Linked DNA regions of Mus musculus: region 1 is linked to region 2. The links are chromatin contacts, called in public HiChIP or PLAC-seq maps. All regions are on one chromosome and are shown on one strand. Each heading gives the region's core, a stretch centred on a gene start, on an enhancer-like site or on the middle of the called end of the contact. The rest is flanking DNA. Distances are from core to core; before and after follow the strand shown.

What was found. HiChIP or PLAC-seq counts read pairs in DNA pulled down with a chosen protein or histone mark.
Region 1: a contact with region 2 is called in a FOXA1 HiChIP or PLAC-seq map of pancreatic cancer cells. The contact joins the promoter of 4930447K03Rik here to the promoter of 1110046J04Rik in region 2. A contact is called at or near these places in 1 of 39 promoter capture datasets (the SN4741 cell line) and 3 of 115 datasets of contacts at active chromatin or transcription factors (embryonic stem cells and pancreatic cancer cells).

The regions. Positions count from the first base shown.
Region 1 is chr13:34,110,973-34,114,593 of GRCm38.p6, reverse strand. It overlaps 4930447K03Rik (RIKEN cDNA 4930447K03 gene), which reads left to right and starts at 1,322. Exons shown (of 5, transcript NR_046184.1): 1 at 1,322-1,400.
Region 2 is chr13:33,934,608-33,938,558 of GRCm38.p6, reverse strand. It overlaps 1110046J04Rik (RIKEN cDNA 1110046J04 gene), which reads right to left and starts at 2,527. Exons shown (of 5, transcript NR_040707.1): 1 at 2,462-2,527. It overlaps Serpinb6a (serine (or cysteine) peptidase inhibitor, clade B, member 6a), which reads left to right and starts at 2,476. Exons shown (of 7, transcript NM_009254.3): 1 at 2,476-2,637.

The sequences.
Region 1 (3,621 bases), core at 73-2,572, 180 kb before region 2:
CTTGCCCAGAGAGAACATTGCCCTCCACAGTCAGAAGGGCCTCTGTATCTCTTAAAAACCAAGGCAATCTCACAGAGGCACACCACAGACCAACCTGACAGAGATAATTACTTGAGACTCTTCAAGTGATTCCAGGTTGTGTCAAATCCACAGCTAATGCTAACTAGGTCACTGTCAATCTCAACAGTTCTTCACCAGGCCTCCCTTCCACAGTGTGTCGACTTGACAAGACTACCACATACAACAAGCACTTTATCCTTTGAGCAATCTCCACATCCCTAAGTCATCCTAACAGAGCCTTCCACTGCCTCTGGACCAGCTGGCTTTCCACGATGGAGACAAAATTCCGAATGTGGCGGACTGAACAGAGGAAATACTATTTGGGTTCATGGTTTTGGGTTATGTCCTGTTACTTTGGGACTGTGGCAACAGAGCAAGCACATCATGGCCAGCGAATATGGTTAAAAAAAAAAAAAAGGAAGTAAATAAGTATACCTCCTGGTTGCTGGGAAGCCAAGAGAAGAGGGGGAAGCCAGGGTCCCAGGGTACCAGGGTCCCTGTAGGTCCCTGTATTGGCCAAAGGTTCTTTAGAAGACTAGAATAGGTGAATGTGAGTGTATGTCTACATAGATGCATGTGGCTTGCATAATAAGGTTCTGGTGACCTGACAAAGGCTGTATGTATGCAGGAGAGGCTATTCAGAGCACAAAGCTGGATACTGAAGGGCTCTAGCAGGCCCAAGCATGGCAAACACAGACCTGAGAATGGCAAACATGGCTGTCAGACCTTGCCTTTCCCCTATTTCCTTTACCTTGCTAAACAGATTATATTCTTGAAGCTAGTCTCCAAGGTCCCTCACTCCTTCTGTCTGAGGCTAACTACCAAGATCCAGCTATCAAAATATTGAAATCCAGAAATTAAAAGCTCCCTTTGGTTCACCTAATTAACATACCCAAATTAAAACAAAACACCTCACCTAGCACCAGGTTTCCCCCATTTTTCCCTTATAAACTTCCATGTTCAGGTGGGCCATATCTGTCTCCTCTCTATCCAGAGACAGTCCTTTGTCAATCTGGGACAAATATCTTTTCCCCCACTCTCTGTCCTTCCCCTTCTCCCTCATCCTTCATTTCCTGTCTTTGTCTCTTATTCCTTGCCCTTTCTCCCTCTGAGGCAAATAAATCTCCTTTGTGCTAAGAACTTGGTCTTGGGGTGTCTTGTGTGGATTCTGGAACTTTCAGATACCACAGCAATTCCATTCTGGAGCCAAAGGCTCCAGATTCCTGGTGAGTCATTGGTATTCGTTCCAGGATGGAAGGCCGAAAGAAGTCAGAGTCTGATGGTAATGGTGGCAGCGGCAGTGGGAGCCACAGGACTGGAGTCCTCTGCAAGAGACAAAGGCAAGCATCACTGATTTTCCCTCAGAGCTTGTATCCCAGCTGTGTCACCCACAGTGAGGGGAGCACCACCCCCAAACACAACTCTGGAATCTCCCTCAGAGACATGGCCAGAGCCATTGTCTCCTAAGTATTTCAGATTCAGTAAAATTAAACAAGAGCCATTACAGCCCCAATGGTCTGGGTCCCTCCTCCTACAGGTTCTACCTCTTCAAGCTGGGAATCATGTCTTAAACAAAAAGGCCTGTGTGGGACATCCCAGATCCAAACTGTAGCACATGATCTTGGAAGTCTCCATGGCCTTAGTCTGGCATTTCTTCAGAAATTCTGTGAAATATTCAGGGCATCAAGTTGCTCTGCCTTCTTGCTTCCAAGTTGTGTGACTTTGAGCAACTTACTCAACCTCTCTGTGGTTTCATTTCTTCACCTATACATCTCAAATGATCGTTGTACAGTCATTATAAGGTTGAACACAAATGAGCAGTGTATGACACTATTATGGCTTGTCATTGTTGATGACGTGAAAGGGATTACAGGAGTCTGACTCCCTAAGCAGAAAGGCACACCTCTGCCAGTGTCTCCTCTGGAGCCGCAGCTGCATACAGGTCAAAGAACAGGATTACATCGGTGCCACGCTGTAACTGTGGGAGGCATGAGTCACACATTGGACACTCTCCAGAGTATTAGGTTGAATCATATGAAATTGTGAAATTCTGTGGAGAAAACCATGGATTACTATCAGGTGATCCCACTGCCAAGCCTTGAGCAAAGGAAATGGAGAATACAGGGTTTTCAGCACCCCAATGCCCTACACCCTGAACTCTTTCCTCTTGTCCTTGTTTCTTATGATGAGCCATGACCCAGGTTAGATCTTCTGAGTCCACATCTGGCTCCTTAGTCTTGGCAATTGCCTGCTTATCACCTGGAATCTCCATCAGATGCACGTTCTGATCCAGTGGTCCTGAGGAGTAGTCAGGAATCCTAGACTTGTAGCAAGCTTGGGGGGGGGGGGGCAGGGGCTGCCACTTGTCCCCTGAAAAGGAGACTCCTGAATATCATGGCAGCTGTGACTCATGGCATCTGCAGAGAGCCCAGTGAATCCTTCCTCTTGCAACATTAACACGTCAAGACAGAATTAAGAAAGTGACTGAAGGGCGGCAGCACCTGTCAAGCTCCTGCCCTTCCCATCTCCATGGTTTTCAGATGCTATCCCACCAGTAAGCCCACAAATTCTTTCCTTTTTTTCCCTTGCCTTTCTCCACTGAGCATCTTCAGCCATGTTTACTGATACCTGCCACTTGACAAATGCTGCATACAAGGAGAACTCTGTCTGTATGCTTTTTGGAATCAATTTGAGACGCCTTCCAGGGTGCATATTATAAGTTCCCAATGTGGTGGCTTTGTTGGTTTGTTTTGCTTCAGGATTTTCAGGATGTTGTGCTGGCCTTTGAACCTAGGTCCTTTTGCATGGCTCTACTACTAGGCCTTACCCTTAGAACTTAGTGTGATGTGTAATGCTTTCTGGGAAGTGGACATAACTCATTCCATCATTTTTAGCTCCCCTTCCTTAATTGCTGACTGACCTGTCCCACCTACCCTTCTGACTTAATGCCTCCATTTCCCATTACAACGTTGACTTTCTCCCACCCCTTCCAGAGGTTTTTGGGAACTCTGGTGGGTTTCTCAGCCTCCCCCTGGTTCTCAGCCTCCCCCTGGTTTTATGTGGAAGTTCTCTGGGATTCTTCTTCTGTGTGGCCTTCAGTTTACCAAGTGTAAACTTGTCTCCATTGTTCCCTCGGCAGCCCTTCTTTGCTATTGCATTTTGCTCTGAGCACTGTATCACCTGACTGGAACTCCTGCCTGCAGGTTTTTCCATCTGAGCTGACCATGGACTTGACCTGCTTCCCCAGACCATTAGCTCTGGCTCCTCGGCAGCTGCTGAAGGGCTGGGCTAGAGACTGCTGAGGAATGAGAAATGTTTGGGGTGGATTTGCGTCAGCTGTGGGATGTAACGTTACAGCCCAGCTGTCACCCAGAGTGGATGAGAACTGTAGCAGAGATGGCCGAGGAAAACTTCAGGAAGGCAAGTGGAGTCTCAGGGGATAGGCCAACAGTGTCTATCAAGAGCCAGTCTCCTCTGAGAAACTGAGTTGTGAGAGATTTTAGGCCCCCTTCCACCATGGAAATCTCTTACCTTTGGGTATAATGAGCTAGAATGCAAAGC
Region 2 (3,951 bases), core at 1,278-3,777:
TATATTATTGGCCATTGCTGTCTTATAGGCTGAATGGCTTGTGCCACTAATTTTTGACATAATGTAGGACTGTTAGCCATGCCTTGAGGAATAACTATCCACTGATACCTTTTCATTGGCTCTTTATAATTAATAGAAGGAACACAAAGCAAATCTTTCACAATCCTGAGGATGCAAAGGAATAGTAAAGAAACAATCCTTCAAAGCTACTATTTTATAATATCCTTTATTCGTCTCCACTTGCTTGATTTTTTTCTTAATCACAATTATGGATGAGTTAACATCTTGATCTTGTGATTGAATTGTAAACTGTAGCTAATGGAACATTGGCAGTTTAACTATATTTTAAATTTTCTTTTGTAATATTAGAGCATGCCCATAATTTTGTAAAACAAAACCTTGTTTTAAACCACCATTCTCTTTAAAGTCAATACCAAGAGCATTACTTTCACGTACAAAGTTTGGCTGCCAGTTCTTATATATGAATGCATGACAGTGCAACTTTTAATACATATTAAAGAGACATTGTCTTAAATACTATCCTCTATAAGTCTAGTTTCTAGGATAAGAATTACATAAAATATTATCCCAATTTAGAAGTATCTTTAAAGATCTGTTTTCCTGGGTTGGTTCATGCCAAGTGTCATTTAGAATGACTCCAACCCTGAGTTGCCAATTTTAAGCTGACTTTCTGTTACAAGCAAAAAGCTGTTGGTCCCTTTAAGAGTGACTTGTGTAGATAATCAGCCTCTAGTAGGGCTTTTCCAGCTGTGCTTGACTCCCAGGAACAGTGCAGTGTAGCTTATCAGTTTCTGCTATGCAAATTGAGACTGCCTTTTAAACAAGTTAAATTAAATCAAAGGATGGACAGCCAGCAGATAAAGTTTTAACCTTTTTTTTCCAACATGAAACACAGAACAACAATCATTCAAACAACAAAACAAAAACAAACATAAGTAGACAGACATATGGATAAATGGTGCACAGACGATAGACAGAGAGGGAATAGAACTTGATGTTTCAAAGGGACCCAGATATCCTAACCAGAACTAAGTATATCTCCAACAGGAGCCAGAGAGGAAGCAGGACCAATTTCTTCCTGTCCCTAGGAGAGCTCTGAAATATCTTATATCTATTTTCCTTCTCTTGTGCTAAAGCGTCCTGGACAGGGGACAACTCCATTTCTGAAACCTATTCTCTTTTTCTCTCTCTCGTGTTCAAGGCCTCACTCTTTATCTCCTTCTGGGAATTCTGCCAAAGAGAGAAGAGGCACAGTGGTAGCTACCGATAGTTGTTCTCCAGCGCCCTGCTTTTCTAACTTTCCCAATTTCTCTTCAACGTGACTAATTCTTTTACTTATATATTTACCATTCCTATTTCTGGGAATTAAGGACAACATAAATGTACTTGAGCTAAGAATTTTTCTAACATCTGTTTTGGTTGTTGTTGTTTTTTGTTTTTTACTCTTTTTATTTTATTTTAAATCCTACTCCTTTCACCTGGAGCAGCTCCTGGCTGTGGACAAATGCCTATTTAGAATTCCCTCGCCCCATTATGCAGCCACACCTTAGGCGAAGCCCATGTCGGGCCAACACTTCTTCAGCCTAGCCTGTATCCTCCTGAAAGCACTTTTTTACAGCAGCAGTTTCAAAAAATAAAATTTATGGCTAGCACTAGCATTAATGCTGCATGTTGCTTACAGTGCTTCATGGATACTTTCACTTTTCTTCTGTTTTCTGTGGCGCTCCACCCAAGACAGCACTTCTCAGTAGTCCCCCCTTCACCCCCACCCCAGTTTTCAAGTCCATCTGTAGCCATCTAGCAGCCATGGTTGAACTGGGTTTACCTGAAACGGGGGCTAGAAATAAGGTAAAGGGGTGAGAGAAGGATGAAGCTAAGACAAAGGTTCTGATCAAGGCTCAAAGTTTGATAATAAGCTTTGTGTTTATAAAGGAAAAAAAAAACCCACAAAATCCATCCACTTCTTCAGCTTGAGTATGTTGTAGCAGCAAGGTCAGCGCAAAAACCTTAAAGTTCCCATGGGTACCTGCAATTGCAGCCAAGACAGATGTCTGTGTCCAGGTTGATAAGGTCTGTTTAGCCTGCTGAAGGCTGGGAATACTGCTCATCCTTTTCATGGCTGGGAAAGGCTTACCCAAAGCTGAGAAGGCTACACTGGGACACAGGCACTGACCACCTTTCTTTATTTTTCTGTGCCTGCTGAATAAGATCTCTACCTCCAGCCCCAGTAGTTAAAAGTCTTTTCTTCCTTTCTCACTTTAAACTTATGATCTGCTTTGTCACAAGTATGTCCATCCACTAAGTGCTGGCACACTTCTGGCATCGCTAAGTGGAGGTAGCCAAAGCATCCAGAAAGTACCAGAAAGATCAGCTGCCCAATCTGAGGCAAAGTGGCCAAGAGCCAGAGGATAGGCTAGATTGTGGGTCCGCAGGCACTCACCTGGCCTTACTTACTCTCTTCCTTTTCCTACTCGGGAGCGGCCGCACCCTGGCCTTCAGACTCCTCCCGACTCTCCGCCCCCCATAAGTATTTAAGGCCTCGGGCGCGGTTGGGGCCTCCTCATCTCTTCTCTGCTTGCTACCAGTCCGGAAATCGAGAATCTAGGAGAATCTAGGGTATGCTCTTCGGTGGGCTGAGGCGGGGGTGGGGTGGCGGGGTGGGGGTGGGGAGCTGGGGACGCAGGCGGGTGTGGCGCGCGGCGAGAGCCCTGTGGACCTGACTCGGGTTCCCTCTGCTGCACAGCGGCTTCAGCGGGCCGTGACGCAGCCAAGTGAGTCGCCTTGTGATCCCAGCCATCTGGTGACATCGCCGCCCTCCCAGATCTGCCAGAGTCCTTGGAGGCGACGGCTAGCGAGGGATGGGGGCTGCGCGGAGCCGGCCTGGCTGCTGCGCGGGGCCCCGGGGCTACAGGTGATCACGTATGTCCTTCGATCCGGAGTGAACCTGGAGACTCCAGAGACGCAGGCTGGTGACGCACTAGGACGGGCGTTGGGATCTGGGAGGTGGGGGAGAGAGACCAAGGGCTGGGTGCTCAGACCCTTTCCTGTCCAGTGTGCCTGAATCTCCCAGGGGCGCTGCCCAGGCTGTGCTGGGAAGTTTGTGACAAATCTTAAGCACCCCGGAGGCCCACAAACATAAATACTTGTGAGAAACAATTCCAGATCTTTGGGTTTTGTTTGTTTGTTTGTTTGTTTGTTTTCCCTCCTACTAAACTCACAAATTTGATATCTGTCAGGTTAGGAGAAAATCATGGGCAAAGTTTTTGACAGTTTCTGTGCCAGAAGCACTTGGCATGTGAACTTGTTTTTTCCTCCCTCCTCTTTTTGATGGACCCAGAGCCTTGTAATGCTGAGCAAGTTCTTTCCTACTGAGATACATGCCTGGTCTTCCTCCTTTCCTCCCGTTAGGTTAGGTCTTTTCTCCACATTAGGATCAGAAATATGGACAGCTAGTATTCATATGGTGTCAGAAACACTGAGTGAGGGAAAACTGGGCGAGGTTTGGCACTTATTTTTCTGACTGCTTGGGAGGCAATTGATTGTAATAGGTCTTTTCCAGAGGCTGCTCATTTCCTTCCTCCAGTGGCTTAGGAGTTGGGTGTTGGATCTAATATATCAAGTAACCTTGGGTAAAAGTATGTGTGATCAGGGACTGTGGCGCTGGGGCTTGTGGGATGATTGCTGTTATCCGTTTACATGGGGTGTGTCCTAGTGTTTCAAGGCTGCTCTGAGTAATTGTATCCGATATGGCTTGTGTCATCACGCAGAAAGGGTGTGTTTGGGGCACTCTTGGCTCCATATACCAAGTTTATTTGGCTTCCTATACCTGCATGTCTCCCCATACCATCTCATACATGGATTTTACTTTTAGTCAACATGAAGCAGAAATCAAAATCTGATAGAAAACATTGAAGGAGAACTGAGATGTGT